2 separate regions of the Hordeum vulgare genome follow, and region 2 is linked to region 1. A link is a contact called in public Hi-C data. All regions are on one chromosome and are shown on one strand. The core of a region is the stretch at or near the end of the contact, and the rest is flanking DNA. Distances in the headings are between cores, read along the strand shown.

Region 1 (6,697 bases), core at 2,273-4,772:
AAAAAACAGCAAATGTGAAGCAATCATGAAATGTAAGAGCTTGCACACTCCCAAGAGCAATGATAAAGAGCTTAGGGTCTTAAGACATAATGTAAATACTTCAGCAGGCCATCACAGAATTTCAACGATGTGTTAGTTTCCATGTGAGAAAGGGATGAGTAAGGCATCTTAGGCATGCCACCAGGTCAAAGGGTTTGTTTTGCAATATTGCAAATGATGCATCCTTTGACCTCGGAATCGTATTACTAGCATTCAAATTCAATGAAGAACAATACAAAGTGGAGAAGTGGTACTAACTGGAAGTTTGGAACTCTGAAGTCCTATATTGTCTAATGGCTTTTATACCGCTGTGGACCTAGGTGTGTTTCATAAATAAATACCCATTTTTTGGTCCCATATTTGCACCACATATATTGCTTCAACCAATTTGAACACTTAGTAGGATACATAAAAAATAGCATGGCAGGTTGAGACGACTGCAGCCATGTAGAATCTCACCTCAGTTTCCCCATATATGCATTGCTCCCTTGTGACAAGTCGTCAGCATCAAGGGATATAATGTACTCAGTATGAGGACCACGCCTAAACCTTCTTGCGGCCATGAGAAACTTCCCTTTATCTACAGTAGCTGCAAGACAAGGACAATATGTGTATTAAACTATTATCATCAGGCACATTTGATGCTGAAAATGATCAAATGATATTATGAATGGTATAATGCATTGTAAGGGACGACCATGGTAACTAGTAGAACCAAAGATTATTCATTTAGGGCAAAATAACAATAGTACATAGCCACACAACAAACTTTATCCTTTAGCAGATGAGGGTAAGGATTTGGTTGAGAAAATTGGTGCTCTATAAATACATGAACAGGTCAATCTACTGCCTATGCACCTGAGTGTTACAGATAGTAACAAAGATCAAGTGGAAGATCTCAAGTACTATTATCTGTTTCATTACAAAGATCAAGTGGAAGATCTCAAGTACTATTATCTGTTCAATGAAATGAAACGTAAAGTCTTTTGCGTTTTCTCTAAAAAAAACTTAGTATCTTGTAAAACTATTCAAGCTCCCAAAGATCTGGGGAAAACTTTGAGTCCCTTCAGATTCATGCTCCAAAAGATGCTCAAGTCCTATAGGCATGACAGAACTAAACCCTTGGAATTGAACTTCTGAGCTAACCAATCCAAATAATGAGCAGCACTATCCATTATTTTATATTTGAAATATAGCATTATCACAACACACATTAACGATTCTAGTCCAGAATTTGGTGGATTTCTGCATGTTCAATTCCATTATCCGGTCCACAACTGTCGCCCCAGGACCCCAGTTTAATGCATACAGAATTACAGATACAAATTAGCGAATGGCCCTGAAACCCCAACATAGGTGCATTTGTGCTGGTTGATTACTAGTTGTAGTGCCAGGAAGGGAATATGTATAAGAACAGACAACACATGCAAACACAATGCAGATGCAAAATAATAATAATTGAAAAGTCATTATCGACTAGGAGAAACAAGTGATACGCTTCCAATTAAAGCCTTACTGACTGAGATCCAAAAGCTATATATGCAGCATATTGCTGCTTATCAAGTGTCATCGTGCATACAAATACGAAGTTTTTTTACTAGACCATTGCTAACTCTTAAATATATTTCTTGCTAAATGTGTCCTTGGTCCACTGATAACGAGTTGGCCCAAATGCATACGCAACATAAAATAGAATGAGAAAATCAAGGCAGTACACCCATCAGATAGGCTTACCAGTTGTCAAGCCAAGGTAGAGGTAGAACGTAGAGTTCTTCTTATTCCGCTTGATAAAACACTGCATTGGAAACTCCTTTGGCCCTGGCTGTTTGACATTATGTTGTAAGATTAGGCATACAGATGCTGCATAAGAAACTTCTGTGCAAGTCCCCAAGTAACTACAAAGGAATCCCTCGCATAAATAGCTTCAACAGAAACGTAAGAAAACTATGGGTACATTTGGTTTTAGCCTAGCTTGGCTGTATCAAATAATTGGCTAGCCAGATTTTTGGTGGAGCCTTTGCTTGCCTAATTGGCCAACACTGACTAGAAAGTGAACTGAAATGGAGAGAGAAGCATTGGCATGACAAAATATTGGTAGCCATCCAAACATAGACCAAATTTTTAGCCATGACCAAATTATTGGTAGGGTGGGTTTTGGCCACCATCCAAACAAATCCTATGCTACTCAAAATAGGCAAGACGGAATTTCTCATTGCGGAAGCCTTGCCATTAAAATCCAATTAATTGAGTTCCTGTTTGCAGGGGGATGACAAAAATACACAAGCCAAAATTTCTGATCGTCGACACGCCAATCGAAACCACCCATCGAAATACACCAAATTTAGTATCGCCCAAACCAAGAATGAGAGCGTGAGTGCACTTTTATGGGATGGCATACAGCGCGACCGGGCAGTGGCACGACGCATGGAGCAGCACCCCACTTTCACCTGACGTCATTGATGTACACCATGGCCCCAGCACACAAACCGTTGCATGGCTGATCAGACGGTGGATTCTCAAAAAAAAGGCTGATCAGACGGTGTGGTGCCCGGCGTGCCATAAGATCAGGGAGAACTTGGTTTAAGGCATTTTTATAAATAAAAAAAGGGTACAAGAACCGATTAAGGGCCTCATTGATTGGCGGGAGATTATCCCATTTCCGGCAATAATTGAATTGTTCCCTGTGAATTCATGTGAATCTAATAGGCCATGAGAAATAACATCACAGCTACATTTACAGGTCCAACCTTCCAAATCGCACAACAAACAACCTTAGCATCTATGGAAATGGAAAACTAATGGACCTAATGTATAGGCAGGCGCGAAATTTGCCGCTCAGGCTTAATCCGATGCCCTACCTGTCTCAACGGAGAGGAACCTTTGGAAAAATTACGGATCGAAAGGGAGCAAATCATCATCAGTTTCCTCCTTAATAAAAACTTAAGTTTGGGATGGGGATTTCCACAGCCCTACACCACCACACACGGAACCGGAAGCAGAGACCCCTACCAATCGACGGGTATGAGAGCACAAACCCACCAGGCGCAGCTCCCGTTCTCACCTGCTTGAGCGAGGACGGGAAGGTGATCTTTCCGGACACCGCGGGCGGCCGCACGACGGCGACGGCGGCTTCGCGCCACCGGCGGCAGACGCAGGCGCAGGAGACGACATCCTTGCGAGCCGGCCACCTCTCGCCGCCGGACGCCTCGACGCGCCGCACCACCTCCGAGAGGAGCTCCGGCAGCAGGCGCGCCCACCTCTCCTCCTGCTCCTCCGGCTGCCCGTCCTCCTTCTCCTCCCCCATCTCCGCCACCTCGGAGACCTCGCCCTCGGCCGCCGGCTCCTCGCAAGGCATATCTTCCGCCCACCACTGTACTGCCTCCCCACTAGGTTGCGGGCCTCTTTCGTCGGCCTTGGTTTTTTGCTTTTCTTTCTTCCAACTGTAACCAAAACCGCGTTCGGCGATGGAGAGAAGAAGATGGAGTACTTGTCTGGAAAAGTGGATCTAGCGGACAGGTACTGTGACCACTCATCACTGTGGTGCGTGGCCTTTCTTTAATTTCTTTCCTTTTCCGTATTATCACAGTGGTGAAACGATCACACACACACACATGAATTTTCTTCGCTGTGCAAGTTACTCTTTCCTTTCTTTTCCTTCAAGGCCACGGGATAAACATATGCAAACAAAATCCAAAAGTGGATGCGTGCTACGTGTCGACTGGCTGATTTTATGGAAAGTTGGTAAACTTGATGTCCACCTCATACATCATGTGTGAGTCGTCGAATTCACTTTCACATGTGAATGCAGCGGCCTCGTCCCCTCTTAGCCGATCGGAAAATCGTCAATGTTGTCCTCAACGCCCTTCAACATGGTCGACGTTGCAGCTATCACATGTCTCTTTTCACACGCTTGCTCTATTGTATGTAAGGAGTAGAGGTAGATCAAGACTAAGACTCACATGGAGCGTATGTCTCTTTCACCTGCCATGTGTTGCAATATCATTGATGTTGCACTCGTCACCCTGCAACATGGTCACCGTTGCAGTGGTCACGTGTCCCTTCTCAGTCGTTCACAATATGGTCGATGTTGGGCTCATCGTCCTGCAATATGATCATTGTTACAGTGGTGGCGACACATGATCATCGTCCTTGCAGCACCAATATCGTTGTTAACACAACATGGCGACATCATCATCATACAACGTCGCTTCTACAAACACCCGCTCAGGGAGACCTTACAGTAGTCGATAATGCCTTCTATAACACTCAAGATGTGGTACTATCCTAATCATGGCTCAAGGCCTCGATACGAATAGAATCACATCTCGTTGTTTCACAAGAACAAATATCATCGCGTATGCATTTTAAAAAGAGATGGGTATATGAAGTTAGCTTACACTCGTCACAAGCTAAGTCAATATCATGCAAATACAATCATCCAGAAGAACAAGGTCCGACTACGGACAAAATCAAACCATAAAATGGAGATGACACCTATCTCGCTAATCTTAGGAAGCCGACCAAAGGGTCCCGCTACTCGTTTGGATAGGTGACGTAGATACGCCCACGCTCCTCGTCATACTCTTACTAGAGCCTGGAGGCATCATCTCGATCAACCTCGTATGTATATGTACCTGTTGTGTTGTAGTAATTTGTGAGCCATGGGGATTCACCAATCTCATCGCCAAAGGTATCAATCTCATCGCCCAAGGTATCAAGTCTAATTAAGTTTCTAGGTGAGGCATGGTTAAGTGATGAGGTTGCAGCAACGCTATATATTTGGGTGGCTAATTTACGAGTACAAGAATAAGATAAGAATCTACACATTGAACTAAAATATGATCAAAAGGTGATACTGAGCACCTACTTAAAATTTATACACAACCCCACCGTATTTTTTCACACCATTTTCATACATAACCCCACAGTTAAATTCCTTGGATTTTTTTTTACTGTAGGGGAAAATGTCTCAATTATTTATGCAAGATTAACACATATACCAAAATCCAGAGAAAATAGAAAATACAAATCAATATATATATATATATATATATATATATATATATATTAAAAAAAGTAAAAGGACAGGGTCACCAGGGGTTGTCCTAGCCGCTGATTGTGACAAGTGGCCCGAGTGCCACGTTGCAGGGACTAACCATTGGGGCCTAACTATCGGCGACACTTTGAATGTGAGGCAAGTTAAAAAAGCGGGACAAGCAGGATTCAAACCCTGGTCTTATGGGTGGAGGCGCAGCGCGACGACCAACAATGCTAGCTGTGGGGATGCGCTCAATATGGGGCACGAGTCAGGTTCAACTAACCTAAGTGAGGCTAACCTTCTTCTACCTTGCATCAGGGAAACTGGCGACGATGCCAGCGAGCACAACGACGGCTGCCGCGGGTGAGAAGGGCCAGCGGGGGTGCAGAAAGCGCAGGGGATCGGTTCCCGGAGGTGGTGCAGCAATGCAGCGGGGGTGGAGCGGAGCTCGAGTCCGAGGCTGGCTCGGCTCTGGGCACTCGCGAGGAGATGCAAGGCGAGGCGAGACAAGGCGAGGCGATACATACGAAATCAAACGATAAAATGTAGATGACATATATCCCACTAATCCCGGGAAGCCGACCAAGGGTCCCGATACTCGTCCAGATAGGTGACGTAGATACGCCCACGCTCCTCGTCATACTCCCACTAGAGCCTGAATGTATCATCTGGATCAACCTCATTTGTACTTGTACATGTTGTGTTATAGTAATCTATGAGCCACGGGGACTAAACAATCTCATCGCCCAAGGTATCGAGTCTAATTAAGTTATTAGGTGAGACATGGTTAAGTGATGAGGTTGCAACATTGTGACAGCCCGAGACCGACGTTCGAGAAGATTCCCCTTTTATTCTGTTTTCATCGTGTGATTATTTTTATTTGTCGCAACATCATCGCATCATGCGCATCATCTGCATTGCATTGGCATCCCGTTGCCGCCAAAAGTTGCATCCGTTATTAGTTGCCGGGTCTCTCCGTTCTAGTCGTTGTCCGTTCTAAGCCCGACCACACACGCACGCACCCGCGGCATCGTTTAAATCCTGTTTTTTAAAATGTGTTTAAAACTTTCTCTGATTGGGTTGAAACTTGGTGTGCGGCCTTATTTAGATATAGGTAGGCCACCTGCCAATTTTCCTCGCAATCGGAGTCCGTCTAGTACCCGAACGGTCGTCCGTAGCGGCACTGTTGTCGGTTATTTATCAGACGCTTTTCGGTGTTTTAAATCGCGTTGCCAGGTCGCACCGTTTCCCTCTCGTCATAGCCAACACCTCTCTACACGGCTAACCCTAACCCGCCTCTCCGATCGGACCGTCCGACCGCGGTCGGAGGGTCGAACCCCCCCCCCCCCCAAAACCCTCTAACCTAGCCCTTTCCTATAAATAGTTGCCCTCCCTACCATTTTTAGGCAAACCCTAGCTGCCTAGGGATATGTGCCGCCGCCAGCCGCCTCCCACCTCTCTCCCGCGGCCACCTTGCGCCCTGCTGATGTCCCACAAGCGTATGGGATCGTAGCAGTTTCGAGGGTAGAGTATTCAACCCAAATTTATTGATTCGCTCACAAGGGGAAGCTAAAGGATATTCTCGAGTATTAGCAGTTGAACGTGTGAGATTCAACCACA
Region 2 (6,443 bases), core at 774-3,273, 560 kb after region 1:
TTTCGCTGCCATACTTGTTAACTAGCATGTGTAGGGTGCACTAGACTTGTTAGAATCGCTAAAATCTGGAAGCATTAAATTAGGAAAAGGCTAGGATTTTAATTATGCAAGTAGTCTATTCACCCCTCCTCTATACACCTCTTCTATCGATCTCTCACAGGGACAATATAAGGGCCATGTTAAAGCTTGCACTATCATACTTGAAGTTGAGACTTCATAAGATCTCTGAATTTGTCACAATGACACCAACATGCTTCATCGCACTACGGTGTTCGGAAGGCTTGGATAAGGCAACTATCAGGAGGTCAACTTTGAAATCAATGGACACCACGCAACAAGGGATACTAGCTACAAGATGGTATCTATCCTTAGTACTCAGCTCTTGTGAAGACAATCTCCAATTTGATCGGAGAGAAGAGGGCTAGGTTTGGCCAAGCATAATTGAGTGCTAGGAAGGATGGGGAGCACGTTTTTGGTGTGCTTCAATCTCGATGGGCCATCGTTCGTCCCTCCGCTAGAAACTGGGGCCAACATAAGATGTGGATGGTGATGAATGGTTGTGTGGTCATGCACAACATGATCATAGAGTATGAGCGTGGTGAAACCATTTGACCAACGGTTTTAATTTCAGGGTGAGAATGTCGTGTCTGATCATGGACCTACAACGTTCGCACAGTTCATCCAATTTCATCATGAAATGCATGATTTGACAACTCACATTCAACTCTAAAATGATATGGTTGAGTACATGTATACTCACCTTGGCAACCAAGAGATGTATCGACTCTTTTTCTTTCAATATATTTGTGACAATTTAAATTTAATTGTAAAATACTCCCTCTATCCCAAAATCTCGTCTTAGATTTGTTTAGGTATGAATGTATCTTGCCAAGTTCTAGTATTTAGATACATTCATTTCTAGACAAAGCTAAGACAAGATTTTTGGGACGGAGGAAATATTTATTAGTGTTGTGTAAAACCTTGTGATTTATTTGGGCCTCATTTGGTTAGGAGGAATTTCATAGAAATTCTATAGGATTGGATTCTTAGGAATTTTTTCATTAGAGCTCTTTGGTTCATAGAAATGCATTTCTGTTCCTAAATAGGTCCTATCCTCCACATTTCAAAGTAAAATAAACATTAGCTTAGACTCAATGATGTGAATCAAATGGCATCTATTTTGTCATTCCTACTCATGTGATTTGAAATACATGTCATCTCAATTCCTACAAGTTTTCTAGTCGTATACTAATTACTTCATCCGTTTTTAAATATAAGTCAGATTCCACTATAGGTTACATACAGATGCGTATAGACATATTTTAAAATATAGATTCACTCATTTTGCTTCGTATGTAGTTTGCAGTATTTTTTAAAAAAGACTTATATTTAAAAAAAAAGGAGTATATTATATGAACTAAAAGATGCTTTGGTTGTAAACTATGCGCAACATTGCTTTTTAGTTAGATTTGTATGCATAAAAGTTTGACGGATCAAATGGATCGGTTGACTGGACGCATTCTTGAATAAAATTTGAAAGCGACCGGATGCCGTCACTTCGGCGGACACAAATGAACAAAAGACGGACCGAATCTCGACATGTTGGAGTTGGTTTTAGACATCCAAACAGACAAATGACGAACATTTTGCGTCCATTTCGTTTGGCTCGTTGGACTTGCTCTAAATCTACAGTAGATACAGCTCCCTTTCGATGGAGGAAAAAAGAGACGCAGCTCCCTGCTCAGCAACTTTGTACTTCCATTGCCGTCGCCAAATATGGAGATAACACTCTGGGTTGGAGGCAGGCAAGCTGGAGACTGGTGCGCACGACAAGAGGCAACTACACGACGTGGGAGCCAACAAACAGACAGTACGCGAATAATAATCCCGGCAGCGAAGAAATGGAAAAGAAAGAAAGAAAGAAACAAGGATACGGGCGGACAGCTAGGCGGGACCCGGGCATCATCAATAAAATCGTCAAAAATCATTTTTCCAGCTAATTTTTTTTTTCGCCCCTCCTTCCTTTGCGCGTCCCGCCTGTCGGCCGCGGGCCCACCGCACGTCTCCTCCTCCGTCCACCCCCTCTTTCTCTCTCTCGCCCGCCGCCGGCCACCGTCACCGTCACCGTCCCCTCCTTCGAGGATCTCCCCGGGAGGGGGAGGGGAGGCAAGCCTCCGACCCGCGAACGCCGACCATCCTCCTCATTGTTCCGAAAATCGAAATCGAAAACAAAAGCGGGTAAGGATCGTTCCGCCCCGCTTCCTTTCAAAAGCTGCCCTCCTCTGAAATTTTTATTTACAAGCATTTCGCCGTATCAACCTTCGAGATTCTCGACCTGGTTGGTTTAATGCTAAGCGCCCTCGGCGAGAGAGAGAAAGGAGACGATTTTTGTTGCAATCGCATTTGGCGTCGCCGAGCATGACTGATTGCGATTGGTTCGGGGGAGTGATTATAGAAATGCCAAATGGGATTGGAGCATATTTTATTGACATTTGTGATGATGAGATGAGCACCAAAGGATTTCTGCAATTTGTTTCCGATTTTAAAATGCTGCTAGGCGTCGAATCCGTCGCCGGCGACGACGAGGCTCGCGTGGGCTGCGGAAGCCCTTGTCCCGGCCCTCGACAGCGACCGCCCTATCCAATTCTTTAATCCCAACCTGGTATCCCAGCGCGGAATCGCCTGACAGATGGCCGCAGAATTCTTCCTCCCCATTTTTCCTCCCAAGAAAACGCAATCTTAGACATTGGGAGATTGGAGCTCCGTTAAATATTATCTTCCGTTGTCTGCTGCGAATATTATACTGCTTGTGAGTTGTGTGTGTGTATGAATTTCTCTCTCTAGCTGTGTTGTCCTCGTTGATCTCTCCAACTACTGCTACTACTACTTGTTCCTCCAAGAACGGACGACCGCTGTTTCCCTCCCTCCCCCCTCCGTCTTCCTCCCCCCGTCTTCTCCATCTCCTCGGATCGAATCGCGTGCGGCGTAAGCGAAATTGGCATAGGCGAATCACCAGGCAAAAAGCCAAAGCTGCCCCTTTGCTTTTCCAGCGATGCAAGCTTCCTCTGCAGCTCCTCCTCCCACGTTTCTGAGCTGTTTTTGTGTCTCTGTCTTTCTTGCATGCAGCTGCAGGAGCGGGAGCGTGCCGTGAGGCTGAGGCTCTGCTGCCGTGCCAGCAAAGGTAAAGGTAGGCGCCCGCGCCACGCCATGGGCGTCCCTCGCGCCTGACCATGCATTCCAGGCTGCTCAAGAGGCTCGCCAAGAGGATCATGTGAGCCGCCGCGCGCCTGTGGAAATGTGGGAGATGGCCGCGCTGCTCTACTGCGCCGTCTTCGCGCTGGCGCTTCATTGCGTCGGCCGTGGCTGCTCAGCGATCAACCTTGAAGGTACGGGCAGCCAGCCCGCCGGTGTCTCTTTTTCATTTTTTTGCTTTTGGTTTTGTGGTTGAGCTCTTGGGGTTCTGGTGTGGCCGATTGACTGGGGCTTTTGGTGTTGGTGGTGCAGGCTCAGCGCTGCTCAAGTTCCAGTCGAGGGTGGAGGAGGATCCGCATGGCGCCATGGCAGGCTGGAGCGTGCTGGACGCCGACCCCTGCGGTTGGAACGGAGTCCGCTGCGCCGATGACAGGGTTGTGATGCTGTGAGTTGGATGTTTTCCCCTTTGTTTTTCTTCTCCTCTATGTTTACCACTGGCTCATGAGTCTGTTTGGAAAATGGAAATGCAGTTCGTAATTCATTGGTGATTATTATGATCAGAAAACTGAGCATTTAGTTCATCCTCTGTTTTAACGGGTCTTCCATTTGACTGTATCTTTCTCGCTTAAGAGTAGTTTTAGACTAGTAGTATTGATCTATTGTTAAATGGATGCTGCATCGGCAACTGCCCCGTTTATTCCTTGTTTTCTCCTTCACAGTTAACGTGGCTTGACTTTCTTGAGTACAGTACCATACTTGCATCAGTTGAGTCTATTGAGTTACTGCCAAGACAAGCATGTCTCCACTTTGTGTAGCAATTCAGAGAAGGTAGACTCAAGCATAGAGGCTCAATCAACCGGACTAGATATTATGAAGGATTTTAGGAGCGCATTCGTATTTTTTTTCTAGTATAGTTAGAAAAAAATTGTACTCCTAAATTATTTCATTTTTAGGAGTACTTTTTGGGTCAAATAAGGAAAATGAAATATTATAAGTACATAAATGACCAACTCTGGTTTCTTTGGCGAATACACACTCTTGGAAAATTAGTACTCCTAAAATATACTCATTTGTAGGAGTGCTTCTTTGGGCTGAATAGGGAGTAATTCTTAAGGATTCTTTTAGTGCCTATCTTGAATTTACCATGGATACATTGTTCGCACATTCCAGAAAATGTTTTTTTTTGGTAGCTGGAAGCCTTTTCAAAAGCTTATACTAAGCCGTAAAACAACCAGAAATCTGGTTATTAGAACTACGTGTTCATTCCACCAACACAAACAAGTGGCTACAGCTAAGTTGTTGTGATTGGTTTCTTCTCCTGCTGGTATTCTCAATTTTGTGACGTGGGATTGTTAACCTATAAAGTGAGACTGTTGACTTATACAATAGCATTGAAGGTCCAAAATGGGGGCTACCTTTCATTAGCTAGCTTGATTAGATTTTTTGGCAAGTTTGTTCCTATATAAGATAACTGATTGGCACAGTATAGCCTTATGTTTATATCCTAGATTTTCGCGTGCAACCCGTCTCCAAGATTTTACCTCCTATTATTTAGAGAATGCGCAAAGTTCTGGATTTCATTATGAAGAGAATCAAGGTTTATACAATGATAGAATTGTAAAAAAAAAGGTTTATACAATGATACCGCCAAATTGAACAAAAAAAGAACACTTATTGCAACCCCCCCAAACAAGAAGGAACACTAGAAAAATTCCTCACAGTGGTTGGTTTGTGCAGCCTATTTCTTAAGGTATGCCACTGTCTCTCTGCCCCCGCTTCCGCCTTCATCTTCTTCAGCGCCGTGCCCATGTTGCAAAAAGAGAGCGTGGGAGAGAGAGAGAGAGATGGATACTTGTTTGAAAGGAAAGGTCGCGTTTCTTGTCATACTTCTACACACCCTGATACCTAGTTTTAACCAAGCTAAGACATGTGTTTGCTTGATCTTACCACCAAACTAGATATATGAACATTTTCTTGTAAGCAAAACATGATGGTCCAGAACCCCTCAGGACATGTTGCTCTGGTGCCAAATTGGCTTCCATACGCCAACCACCTCATCTAGAAGTTTACCTTATCAAGGAAATTGTTTGTTTTCTACTCAGTTAATTATCAAGCATTTACCTCATCATCTCTACTTGTTTCATATTTTAAATCGAAAGGTTTATGGCGACTCTCCTTCATACAGTATTTCAATAGAATCATTTGTTATTCAAGATGATTCTGTTTTGCATTCAAGGTTATCTTTTAATTCCTGTGGGGTACCACAACTTTACCAAATAAATATTTAAGATATTACATTTGGTGACTACTGTTGTTCTATTTCAGTATTTTTCAGGGGTTCTGGCTTGATTTATCATCTTAATGATTGTACTTACTGTGAACTATACCTTTGCAGGAACCTAAAAGATCTCTCATTAAGAGGTAACCTGGGTCCAGAACTAGGAAGTCTTAGTCATCTGCAGGCTCTGTAAGTATGCAGTTTTGTATCTGTGCTTTCGCAACAAATATAAATTGCTTCGCATGAATAACAATATATTGGTATTTTTCCTAAGCTATCTCTTTGCGATATGGTAAAGGGATAAATAGGTAATTATGTAGTGGTTGCTGCTTTGTCTTGCCTTCATAAGTTTCCTGCCAGATATGAGTATCTAAACAAAGTCAATTTGCTTAAAAGATGTCAACCAACCATCAGTCAGGAAATTGTATATATCTAACCAACCGACAATTGGTAAGTTCCATCCTTTACAGAATAAATGATGTGCACATATCAGTTTACGTCTGTGGATCAAATATGAGACAAAATCACAGAAATCTCTGTCGTGTCGATTTTACTCAGTAGCATAAAAGATGTCCATCTATCAATCAAGCACTTGTTTCTTAACCAACTGCTTTTGGCAAATTGTGATACACTAATTTTACTTTGCATGCGACTGTAACATTTGCTGCAACCGTTTCAATGTTTTGATTCCTTGTTGTGTCTTCTTGCAGTGTATTATCCAACAACTTGTTTAGTGGACTGATACCTAAGGAAATTGGTGGTCTTGCAACGTTGGAGATATTGGACCTAAGCAATAACAACTTGACTGGGGAAGTTCCACAGAAGATAGCAGAAATGGCATCACTTAAGAATTTGTAGGTTGTCTGACTTGTTAACATTGTGAAATGTTTGATCAACAAGCCAAATTTTATGATACAATGTCTCTTGTTCGACAGATTGCTTTCGAACAACAGATTTCAATGGCCCGTGGTCC

What was found. Hi-C and Micro-C count contacts between places; a contact is called where the count stands out from the background.
Region 2: a Hi-C map of seedling shows a contact between it and region 1, with 4 times the contacts expected there. The contact joins the promoter of LOC123444090 here to the promoter of LOC123444087 in region 1. A contact is called at or near these places in 3 of 6 Hi-C or Micro-C datasets (leaf and seedling) and 1 of 1 datasets of contacts at active chromatin or transcription factors (embryo).

The regions. Positions count from the first base shown.
Region 1 is chr3H:426,363,698-426,370,394 of MorexV3_pseudomolecules_assembly, forward strand. It overlaps LOC123444087 (tubby-like F-box protein 1), which reads right to left and starts at 3,523. Exons shown (of 4, transcript XM_045120701.1): 1 at 3,101-3,523; 2 at 1,774-1,861; 3 at 499-628. The coding sequence starts at 3,394.
Region 2 is chr3H:426,922,261-426,928,703 of MorexV3_pseudomolecules_assembly, forward strand. It overlaps LOC123444090 (protein MALE DISCOVERER 1-like), which reads left to right and starts at 2,024. Exons shown (of 13, transcript XM_045120705.1): 1 at 2,024-2,238; 2 at 3,127-3,386; 3 at 3,505-3,637; 4 at 5,588-5,659; 5 at 6,181-6,324; 6 at 6,406-6,443. The coding sequence starts at 3,296.